2 separate regions of the Sus scrofa genome follow, and region 2 is linked to region 1. Evidence: chromatin contacts called from public promoter capture Hi-C data. All regions are on one chromosome and are shown on one strand. The core of a region is the stretch at or near the end of the contact, and the rest is flanking DNA. Distances in the headings are between cores, read along the strand shown. Region 1 overlaps LOC106506472 (a long non-coding RNA gene). Region 2 holds the start of PTGER4 (prostaglandin E2 receptor EP4 subtype).

Region 1 (6,262 bases), core at 1,421-3,920:
TATTGTTGTTGGTTGTGCTCTGGGCCTTTATTATTTGATGCTATTTCTAAGACATTGTTTTTTCCATAAAATCACTGTTAAATCTCTCATGCCTTCCTCAAATTGTTGTCTCTTTAGGGAATCCCTCTGCTCCCCAAAGGGCTTTGCTCCGGTGTTTTCCCTTGGTAAAAGCTTCCACCACCTCCCAGCTGGGGCAGTGTGACTGTGCTCCACTCTGTGCCAGCACCAGACCTCATCCTCTGTCCCTAGTGCACACCTAGCACCTGATTGGCGATTTATGATTGATATCTTATCTTCTGCACTGCAGAGTAAATATCTTGAAAGTAAGGCTGTATTTTGTTATATTGTTTTTGTTATTGTTTTCATATATATATTTCTGTTAGTTGGTGCATCAGAATTCACAAAGTGCTTTTATATACATGAGCTATGTACCAGACAGGAAAGGTTTTATGGTATAAATAAGAAAGCAAGGGAACAGAGAATGTAAATGATAACCTTGAAGTCACATGTATTTAAATGTCAGGAAAAAAAAAAGTTACATCTTTTTCCTTTAGATACACATTAATCCATTTTCAATCACAAACAAATAATCAGAACTGGTTTTGCCAATTTTTATTTTTAATTTCTTATCAAGACAAGAGTGAACTGGAGTTCCCGTCATGGCTCAGGGAAACAAATCTGACTAGCATCCATGAGGACACAAGTTCTACCCCTGGGCTCACTCAGTGGGTTAGGATCCAGTGTTGCCATGAGCTGTGGTGTAGGGCACAGACTGCATTTGGATCTGGCATTGCCGTGGCTGTGCTGTAGACCAGCAGCTGTAGCTCTGATTCGACCCCAAGCCTGGGAACCTCCATATGCCACGGGTGTGGCCCTCGAAAGACAAAAAATAAAAATAAAATAAGATAGAGTAAACTAAAATTCTGAGAGAAGATGAAGGCCAAGGAAGATTTGATCAGGCATCATGTATCCCAAGACTACCATGCACGGGGCAGCAGACTGAGCTAGAACAGAGGCGGGACCTGGAAGGAATGGGGACACTGACACCGCCAATATGTGTGAAAAAAATTAACAAAGCAGGAGAAGAGAGATATCAAAGTCTACAAAAGAATCAAGGAAAGTCTTAGCCTGAGTTTCTAGCGATAGTTTCTTTTGGCCTCCACTTCCTACTCCTCAGTTCTACCTTGGAGCTGTAGAATTTATTTGTTCACTGATTTTTATTTGTTTGTGTGTCTTAAAGCATGTGAGGCTGACTTTTACTTAAAGCATTGCGGGATCCTATATATTTGTAAAGCATCCAACTACGGAATACCTAAAAATGCTATAGCAATAATACAACAAAGGGTTTTGTGCATGTGTGTGTGTTTTCTGCGTTTTTGAAAATCCAAGCTCACAGGATACATAAAAGATTACCCTGTGGAAAATTTTATTTTATTTTTTTAATGCTGAAACTATGGTAGTGGGCAAGCTCAGGAAAGATGAATTTACCTAGGGAGCATTTGTAAATTGGAAAAATAAACAAAAACTTGGTGTTTTGTTCTATAGGGTCATTCAGGAAAAATAGGGGAAAAAGGCCTTGGGCCCTGAAGGTGAGCCAAAGGAAAAACTACGTGCTTCCGAAAAAAAGAGAGATGGCAAAGAAACTTAACTCTCTCTGTCTCAGCACCAGGTGAGGAATAGCATCTTCTCTGGGGATTAGCTGCGTTCTCGTGGACTGGCAGTGAAATGCATACTATCCACTTGGTCAATGTATAACCAAAACAACTCCAAAGGAAGAAATAAGCTTCACGTGATTCTGCGTTTAACATCCTAGATATCTTGCCAAAGTAAAGGAAAGTAGAATATACCCTCAAACCAAAGTTACCAAACTATACCCAAAAAAAGTCCCGAAGAGGAAGAGCTAGCAGAAACAAATTGGGTTTGAAAATTAGATTTGAAACCATTTTAGATATTATAATTCTCGGAATCAAAATACAAAATAAATGTTTCAAATGTTTGGAGAAACAAAAGAAGAAAACAAAAACAAGCAAAAAACTCAGTATGAAGCCAAGAAAGCAGATGAACTAAAAAGATTAATTTTACAGGAAGAGAGATTGATGTGGTAAATTGATCACAAAATGGATTCAGTGCTTCACCCCTCCCTAGGATTAGACCCTTTGCAGTGCAACTTGCAGATCCTCCCATTAAACGGTGGCATCTATTTCCCTAGTCTTGCAGTCTGGGCTTGTGCAGAAGTGACAGTGTGTGAAGCTGAGTTACCCATTTGGTAAGGTGGTCACAATACTGAGGGGCCACAATTCTTTTAAAAGTGCATAAAAAAGTTTTAATCTTAAATTCTTTTACAAGCAAAATAAAGATAAGCAGAATGGCAGATATATAGTAATGAGTCCAGTGGATGATATTTATCTTTATGCAAAGGTAGCTGTAAAATATATTTTTTAGTACTCTTTATGTAATGAAATCCACAAAGGCAAAAGTGCCTAGGGCTTTCAAAAGCAATAATGAAACCTGATAATGTGCTAATTTTAGCCTAGGTATCAATAGGCCTTGTGTGCTTCTGCTTGTTTTATTGTAACCTTGTCACCACCACAACAACTGTCATGGCCTGGCCTGCTGGACGATGAGAGATAACGAGCAGAGCTGAGTCACCCCAGACATTTTGGCTGAAACCAGCAAAATCAGCAAAGCCACATAGACAACCCACAGCTGCTTATAACCTGTGAGTCCTATCACGACCAGACAGATCAGTCTGGTGACCTGGTTCATGAGCAATAATGCATGTTTGCTGTTTTAAGTCACCCAGTTTTGGGGTGGTTTGTTATGCAGTGGTAACAAACAGATACAATTAGTGAACTGAAAGAAAATTTCTAGAATGAAACCTAGAGGACAAAGTGAAATTATAAAACTAAAAGCATGGAAGATAAGAAGGAAGAGTTTAAAATGCATCTATTGGAGTTCCACATGGCAGCAGCAAAGAGACTATACTTGAAATGATAATGACTAAACATTTTAAAATTGGTGAAGGGCTTGGATTGTAGCTCCAGAAGAGACAATAAATCCCAAAAAGCAGAATAAAAGGAGTCTTTGCTAGATCAACGTGAAAAAGCAAAACATCAAAAACAAAATACGTTGAAGCTAGAAAGAGAAAATTACTAAAAGTAGGCAGTATCACAAAGATATGGCAGATATTATAAAGTTTTCGATAGTCACATAATGGGTGCAAACTCCTTGCAAATTATCTACTCCATTTACTCTTCCCTCACCACCTAACACTGAGAGAGTTTTATCTCTTTTCTGAGTGTTTAGGACTCTATGAGAACCCCTTATATAGTATGTATCTCTAATTCATAGTATCATCATTTGTGGACAGACTCAAGCTTTTTATTTAATAAGGGAAATCACCTTCTTTAATTCAAAAGCATCTTGGAAAATAACAGTCTTCAAACAACTGCAGATCAAAAATATTTGAAAAAAAGATCCAGAAATTTTCAAAAACCAGAACTTGAATTTTCTGTGTGTATTGACTACTATTCACATGCACTTATGTTGTATTGATAACTATTTGCATATAATTTATATTGTATTTACAATTACTCGCATAGCATTTACATTGTCTTAGGTATTATAAATAATCTAGAAATATTTAAAGTATATAGGAGGCTGTGCATAGGTTACATGCAGATAAAACCTGCTGAATATTCAAGGATTTTGGTAACTGAAGGAGATCTGGAATCAATCTGCAGATATTGCGGAATGACTCTATTAATACACTTATTTGGACAGTCGATCTTATCAAAATATTGTTATTTCTTCTCATATTTTTTCACAATATTCATCTAATCAAAAACCTTAAAAGATTTCATTGGCAGGAGCCCCATGTTTTATTATACTCCCCAGTAAATGTCCATATTTAAAACATATTACAATTCTAGTTAATAGCAGGGCATCAACAGAAAATGCAAATAAACAGTAAAGAACATCTAAAAGGAAGGCACATGCTAAAGATACTTTAAAAAAATCTTACTACATGAGGTTCAATCCATGTTGAATGGAATTGTAGTTTTCCCTATTACACAGACACATACTTGTCTCCTCATCTTCCCAATATATTTATTTTGCAATTTTGGATAGGTAAGTATTCACTTTCTACATTACTATGCACATAAAATGCTGTTCACAGATGTGTCGTGCAGTACAAGGTAATCAACTTCCTCTTCTGGCACATTTTATTTTTCTCCATAGAATATATGTGTCCTAATTTATTTAAGAGACTTGAAAATGTAAGCACATTGGTTTTTCCGCCAATTCTGTCATTTTTGAAGAATACTCTTCTAAACTTTTATGACTTCTCCTATCTTGATTGCCTTCTATGGTGACCAAACAATCTTCCAGATCCAGGATTGCATTTGATTGTGTCTTTGAAACCTTTGCTTGCAACGTAGTGACTTGCATACTGTGAGCCTTCAGTAAATTACTAAATAGGTGATGACCCTACTACAAGAAGAGAGTGAATGGGGAAGAGTCTGTGTGACGGAGGTACTTACTCTGGAATATTCAGCCAGCTGACCAGACAGAGCTTTTATCTCCAGTCTGGAGTGATAGGGCTGCTTCAAAAAAGGCTCCCAGATCTGGAACGTTCAGATCCTCACTGATCAGCTCGGTCTAACTGATAAGACAATTTGTTTAACTGACCTGTTATTTGGGTATCTTACAGCCACTGCCTATGGCATATTTATTTGAATTGACAACTAGAAGATTATTCAGTGTACTTCTTGGTCTCTGAATCTTCCATTTGACAGAAATAGATAATGAAAAACAAAACACATAAGTATCATCCTATCTTCATGGTCTGCGGAAGACATTTCAATATCCCTGAAGATGAGTGATACAGATGATTTCATCTGTGAAACCAAGAGAGAGAATCTCATTTCTTTCAACTGATTGAAACCATCCCACAACTCAAATCTGCTAATGTCTGATAAATGCAGTTAAATAATTATTTTCTGAATTTCATGTTTATGCCTTATCTTCCTAGCTGTATAAAATACTGTGTTCATATTCTAAGTAGTACAACAGAAAATGCAATGAGTAGACTGAATTTTAAAGGTGGAAACCCAGTACTAAAATCTATCCATGAAAGCTTGGCAAACACCTAATTTCTCTGTCTCTATTTTATCACATAAATATAATAACAAAAATATCCACTTTCACTCTCAGAGTGGATATGTGACTACATGAAAGACAAAGAGTATAATAACATTTTGAAAATCTTAAGGCACAATGAAAATATACTTTTATTAGATAGAACCATTTTAGGTAGAACCATGGGTTAAAGAGTCACAGTATACATAAAAAAAATAGTAAACGGCCACAGGTAGAAAAAATAGTAGGGTGGCAGTGAAAGGTCATGACTAATGAGCCTGGGATCTAGAGGAAATCAACTCTGCTTCAGATCCCAGTTTTACCACATTCTGGCTGAGTGTCTATAGATAATTTACATATTCTCTCAGCATTTTTATCTGTGAAATAGGAATAGTAATAGAATAATAATAGCATGCACCCCTATAAGAATGTAAGTAAACTGAGAGTGTAAAGCATGTAATCCAGTGTTTAGCCTACGGTAACCATACAGCATAAATTAGATTTTTTTTCATTTGTTATTATTACTGGTGAAGGCTAACAATAACTAGAGTATTGTTACTGAGTATTAGAGTTCAATTTGCCTTAATTCTCCTATCAATATCAACACCATTCTATAGGACTATTTTATAGTTATACAGAAACAATAGCTATTCCCTTAAAATCACTGATGACACATTATAAAATCATAGATTTTAAAGCCAAAATAAAACTTTGAAGGAGATTTAATCTAATTTATTTTACAGATAAGAAAATGGAGGCACAGTGAGTGTTTCAGATTGATTAAGACTATATCAGTTATAAGGCAGAGTTTCCAGGAGAATCCAGGGCCTCTCACATCTGATTACCAAAGACTGCTGCCGTCTGGAAACCTTCAGTTATTTCCAAAGATGTACTAAAAGGATTTAAGTCATAAGCATTACTAATTATACACCTTGTTTCAGCAGTTGGTGGGCTTTTTGTGCACACTTCTTTTGAGCACCTGCTCATGAAAATGTAAAAGAATATTCAAACTACTATATATTATATGTTTGCATGTATATATATATATATATACACACACACATTATATACACATTTGATCATTATCTGTTACCACTAACTGGAAGTAGAGATGCCTTGA
Region 2 (6,128 bases), core at 2,766-5,265, 390 kb after region 1:
CTATATACCAGGGCTTTGTATCTTGTTGGAAGAAAAAGGAAGATAGAGAACACAGAGGATTAGGGTCTTTTAGGGACCAGGCTGGGAAGTGGCGCACACGACTTCCTCCGGTTTTCCATTGGTCAGAATTCAGTCACATGGGCTTCACCTAACCACCGGACGTCTGAGAAATAACAAGCAGCTATATCTTCAAGAGGAAATGGAAACAGGATTTGGTGAAACATGGCAGTCTTTATCACACCCACCTAACATCCTCAGGGGGTTGCTAATAAAAGCACATGTGAATGCAAATATGGAAGTGCTATGAAAAGCCTTCAACAAGCTACAGATGATGCTGGTGCTGATGGTTAAACCAGGGAGTCTCTGAGTATTTTCTGAAGTGCTAAAAGGTACAGCAATTGCGGGGCGGGGTATGAGGTGAAACTGAAATAGAATGTCCATCTTCCTGTAAAGAGAGGCCTAAACTAGCAAGACTATCTCTCCACCTGTATCTTCAAAAATGAGCAACACTAAGCAAATTATCTCCTTTCTTTGTCCACTAGTCCATTCCACAACGGGACTACAGTGGAAACATCCGTTGGGAGAAGAAAGAGGGGAGGAATAAAAGGGTAGAGAGCCATCCCTTTGAGGAGTGTAACTGTCGGAGAAGAAGGCAGCCTGAAGCAGTCACTTGGTGGAGAACAGCCTCCGAGGCAGTTATTTATTTACGCCTGCCTGAAGACATCGGGGAGTTAATCACAGTACTGACTGACACGTGTAACAACTCCAGGCACTAGACTCAGCAGAAAATTTATGCTTAGAAAATGAAAATAATTAGGAGACCACACATTTGAAATATACCCTTAAAAAGGGAGGACAGTCGTGAGGGCCACAACCACAATCATGTACCTCTTTTCATGCTCAAACTGAGGTTAATGGCATGCTTGCAACTCACTGAACTAACTGGGCGAGCATGTGGAAGGCAGCTGTGTCTAAGAACACAGTTTTATTTGTACCAGACAGATGCTTTTTTTCACTGTTTAGAGTATCCACATGGCCTGTCCTGGGTGACAGAGAGCAAACACAGTTTGCACAGACCTTGCTACTTGAATGTTAGTGCTATAGGAATACTCTAATATCTGGCCAGCTTTGACTTAGTAAGGGGTCCAGGTCAGATCTGATTCATTCTGCTGCCTTCCTCCAGGAATTAGCCCCTTTGTTACCCATTCCTTTGACTCAAGGAAGAGTCAACCTAGTCAAAGGGAATGTGTTTAGTAGCCTGCAAGCGGACTATGCTTTCATTTATTTTTTCATCAAATTATAGTTGATTTACAATGTTGTACCACTTTCTGCTGTACAGAAAAATGACTCAGGTAAACATACAAGTACATTCTTTTTTATATTCTGGACTGTGCTTTTAAACAAGTGCCCACTTTCTGGTGTTTTGTTAAAAGAGGAGTCCCATAATTAGCTAGCAGAGAGCAATCAGACTGGTCAATCAGACAGCTCTGGGATTACTGCACACCTTCAGAGAGGATTTAATGACAGTTCTAAAGAATTGAACCAGGGTCTTCCAGTGCAGAGAACTAGGGATTGAGGCAGAAACTGCAAGGGAGAATAGGAAACAATGCTTGGAATAAATTTAAATATAAAAACAATGACAAGAATTGTCTATATAATCATGGTGATTCTTCATTTCCTTTTGCAATATAGATTCCTTGCAGAGTGTGAGGGAAACCAAAATATCTTGTCCTGGTTTATCAAATTAGAAAAAAAAATATTAAGTTGTTTCCCAAAATTTCAATTTCTACTTCTGAAGGCTAAACTTAAGTTTTAAGAATCATGCACCAAGAGAGGATACAGGTAAACCCCATTACATTTTTTTAGTCTTATGTCCTGGATTCTTATTTTCATTTTCCTAAAGCTACTATGGGAAGAAAATGTAAAGGATGTGAGAAAAACAACTCTATGGATAACAAGCCCAGTTTATCAACAACATGCTAAAACCTGTAACACTAATTCTCTCAACACTGTGCCTCCATTTTTATATTTAATATACTCTTCATTGTGAAAATTTAACAAGTCCCAATCCTAACAGCTTTCCACATTGGAGCCTCAAGTGGAAAGAAAACTGGAAAATTTTTATTAGCACAAAGTGATTATAAGTGGAACTTCCCACCACCCCTTCATATCTTTACCGACAACCACCTGACAGGGTGATGTGACGAAATGCGGTCAGGGAAGACTGGGGGTAAAATGTGCAGTTTCCTTTTTCTAGTGTTGATTTGTTTTCAATGCTGACACCATCCTAGAGGTTACTACTCATCAGAAGTACAGACAAGAGAAGTGGTTATAGCCGTGACTATGAGAAGACTGAGAAACTGACCAATCTCTTTCATTTCTTTTGATATTGGGTAACGAATGTGTGTTTTTCTTTCCGAATCCCTGGTATTCGTGAGGAAACAATACAAACAATAGAATGATGTGGTATCAATATATCTACATGGCGCCTTACACAAAATGTGTAAATATGATTCTAGATATTTAACCTCCTGTAATTAGTTGAAATCTGGAATGCTCTTTGTTTCTCTATTACTCATTTGTTACTGTGTCATTTAAGAATAACTGGAGAACCAGAAAAATTCTTAGGTTTGTTCACTTATGAAAAAATATTTAAGAAATGAGTGCCTGCTTTATCATATAATCAATCAAGAATCATATTTACCTACCCTGTGAGGAGATGCAATACGTTAAAACGCATGTATACAACCCCTGGAAAACATGCATGTTTTCCTAGGATCCTAAATTAGGAAGGCTCACACGATCCCATTTTGTGCGTTAAAAAAAATAGTGAAGTGGTTATAATTACGCCATAAAGTTTTACAATCCCTTTTTCTTTTTTAGTTTTCTGTTCTAAGAAATAGAATAGAAAGAAGTGGAGAATGAGTAGACGGGAAAACTTGTCACCGCAAAAGAAGTTAAATTGTAATTTAAAGAAAAAAAAAAAAAAAAAGGCAGAGCAAATAGGCTAACCAGGGAGTTACACCTGGAGCATTCCTTCACTGGAATGACTCTGAAACCCCAGTGTCACGCCGCATCGGCCTTTGCAAGGATTCGTGGAGAAGGTGTCTAACGCGAACATAACAGGGCCAAGGCATAAAGCCCAGTCTAACCGTTCTCACTGGGCGGAGAAGTTCCTGGGAGGAGGAGAAAGGCCGCTGCGGTTCGACAGCAGCCCTCCCACCCTCACTAACCTTGCCCCGGGGGACCGCGCGCCACCTCTCCGCAGCCGCAGGGCTCTGCCACCTGCGCCTGGAAAGGCTGCAGTCCCGGCTGCTTTTTTGCCTACGCGCGCAGCCCACAGCCTGGGCACTGCCTACTAACACCTTTGAAGGAGAGAGGCTGGATACTTCGCTGTCTTCCCGCCCAAGCCTGGGGCCGATCCACCCACCCGCCCATCCACCCACAACAGACCGTTGCGCGCACCCTACTTCTGACCCGGGGCCAAGTGCGCGCGCGCAGACACCCCCACTGTTCCACCCTCTCTCTCCGCCCGGGGCCACACGCGCGCACGCGCGCACACACACACCTCGGCCGCTCCAAGGTAGAGTCCTAAGCCGCCGACCTCCCTTCCCAGCACCCAGATGTGGAGACCCCTGTAGAAGTTGAGAGAAAAAGCCCACTCGGAGCGGGAGGCAGTGAGGATGAAGAGAAGCTGGTTTCCGAGCTGGCTCTGGATGTCCAGTTCCAAGTAGCTAGAAGTGTGCAAAAGAGAGCACCCGGGCTTCCCCAAGGTCCCCGCGGAGCGCGGCCTCTCAGCACCATCCGCCTGAGGCAAAGGGTCCAAGGTTCCGCCACCTCAGCCCCTCCAAGGGCCGGAAAGCCCCCAAGCCGCGGTGGGACCCGCGCGGCCCGGAGCCCCGCCCTCGGGCCCGCCTCTGTTCCTCCAGCCCTGAGGAAGGCGCTCCCGCCCCGCCCCCTTCCCGTCCGGCCAATGGGCGCCCGGGCCGCGCACTGTGGGCCCCGCCTCCGCCAGGGAAACTTGAAGCTGGAGAAAAGTTTGTACAGAGCCTAGAAGGGCTAGAGCGGAGCTGGGAACCCGGCAGCCGAGAGGAAGATGAACGGCCCCAGGACAGAGCCTCAGGCCGAGTGGACCCCAAATCTCCTCCAGGGCGCTAGAAGCGGCCTCAGCTGCAGCCGCCAGCCCCGGTAGCCGCCTGCGCTTCCCTGGGCTGGGAAGGAGGCGGCCCGAGTCGGGGACAGGAGGCTCGGTGACACCTGCGCGAGAGGCCGCACACCTGAGCGCTGTCCGTCCGCGGACGAGACCTGAGAGCTCCGCAAAGCTTGGATCATCCTGGAAGAAACGAGAAAAAGAGAGAGAGAGAAACAATCCAAGGTCGGGCTTCAGTGACCCATCCTGCTGCCTCTGGTTCTCCAAGTTTTTGAAAGCTGACCACTTGGACCCCGGAAATTTGGCAGCCACCAAGAGCAGGCTCTGAGAAGGCAAAGGCTGGGCAAGCTTCACATTGAGCGGGGCACGGCTGAGGGCAGGTTGAAGGCGTGTCCAGGACATCTGAGGCTTGACCCTGGGGGCTTGCTCAGCTGCCATCTCCGCGGCCACTACAGGTGAGGTAGGGTTGGGGACACTGAGCAGAGAGCAGTGGGTGGGCGCTCCTTAAGAGGAGCCTGGGAGGAAAGAGCTCGCTCACCAAATCAACTTCCATAACTTGTTTTCGTGAGACTTTTATTGACTCAGAATCTGTCGGGGAAATGAGCGAGCCACTTTTCCCTTGAGATAGGTCTTGTTCATTTTGGCAATGGTGTGAGTTGGGTTGGGGGAAGGAGGAGAGAATGGCAGTATCAACTAATAAATATTAATACCAGTAGAGTGGTGCTGGGGGCAGGACTTATCCGGAGCCTGGAGATTTCGCAGTAGCCTCAGTTGGTAAGTGGCTACAACCCACAATGTAGAATCGAGTTGCTCCGCTCACCCATCAGCATATTATTTCTTGGGCGCGGGTCCGGCACCTTGCAAGTGGTAATTTCCACTCACCGCGTTTTTGCCTCTCTCCTACCATCCCCAGACCCAGCCTCGCGCTCCAGGGCGGTGTACCGCCAGACACCACCATGGCCACCCCTGGGGCCAATGCATCCGCCCTGGCCTCTGACCGACCGAACGGCCCGGTGACCATCCCGGCGGTGATGTTCATCTTCGGGGTGGTGGGCAACCTGATAGCCATCGTGGTGCTGTGCAAGTCGCGCAAGGAGCAGAAGGAGACGACTTTCTACACATTGGTGTGCGGGCTGGCTGTCACCGACCTGCTGGGCACGTTGCTGGTGAGCCCGGTGACCATCGCTACGTACATGAAGGGCCACTGGCCCGGGGGCCCGGCGCTGTGCGAGTACAGCACCTTCATCCTGCTTTTCTTTGGCCTGTCCGGGCTCAGCATCATCTGCGCCATGAGTATCGAGCGCTACCTGGCCATCAACCACGCCTACTTCTACAGCCACTACGTGGACAAGCGGCTGGCGGGCCTCACTCTCTTCGCGGTCTACGCGTCTAATGTGCTCTTCTGCGCGCTGCCCAACATGGGCCTCGGCAGCTCGCGGCTGCAGTACCCGGACACCTGGTGCTTCATCGACTGGACCACCAACGTGACGGCGCACGCCGCCTTCTCCTACATGTACGCGGGCTTCAGTTCCTTCCTCATCCTGGCCACCGTGCTCTGCAACGTGCTGGTGTGCGGAGCGCTTCTTCGTATGCACCGCCAGTTCATGAGACGCACCTCGCTGGGCACTGAGCAGCACCACGCGGCTGCTGCCGCAGTCGCCGTGGCCCCCGCAACTTGCCGGGGGCCCCCGTCCGCCGCCTCCCCCGCCCTGCCGCGCCTCAGCGACTTTCGCCGCCGCCGGAGCTTCCGCCGCATCGCGGGTGCCGAAATCCAGATGGTCATCTTACTCATCGCCACCTCCCTGGTGGTGCTCATCTGCTCCATCCCGCTTGTGGTGAGTGGCTGGGGCCAGGGCCCCGCTCGGCCCTTTTCCCGCATCCACCTACCCCCTCCTTCTCCCACTCCCTCCCCTCCCTCTCATTCCTCCACCTCGGACACCTCTCCCCCAGATCGGGGCTGGGGTCCTCACAGCAGGCC

What was found. Promoter capture Hi-C pulls out the DNA fragments that hold promoters and counts their contacts.
Region 2: a contact with region 1 is called in a promoter capture Hi-C map of fetal liver, with 3 times the contacts expected there. The contact joins the promoter of PTGER4 here to the enhancer-like site in region 1. A contact is called at or near these places in 2 of 5 promoter capture datasets (fetal liver and liver), 4 of 47 Hi-C or Micro-C datasets (blood, embryonic fibroblasts, epiblast stem cells and 1 more) and 1 of 2 datasets of contacts at active chromatin or transcription factors (alveolar macrophages).

Annotation. Positions count from the first base shown.
Region 1 is chr16:25,275,266-25,281,527 of Sscrofa11.1, forward strand. The region is part of intron 2 of LOC106506472 (a long non-coding RNA gene); the gene reads right to left. Among named protein-coding and RNA genes, the nearest start is that of PTGER4, 390 kb to the right of the region's middle. Within about 2 kb of position 2,671, at least 2 of the 83 cell types and tissues checked have an H3K27ac peak or open chromatin away from gene starts, as enhancers often do. A contact at or near this core is called in fetal liver, where this site is marked.
Region 2 is chr16:25,666,817-25,672,944 of Sscrofa11.1, forward strand. It overlaps PTGER4 (prostaglandin E2 receptor EP4 subtype), which reads left to right and starts at 4,016. Exons shown (of 3, transcript XM_021076655.1): 1 at 4,016-4,605; 2 at 5,064-5,985. The coding sequence starts at 5,107.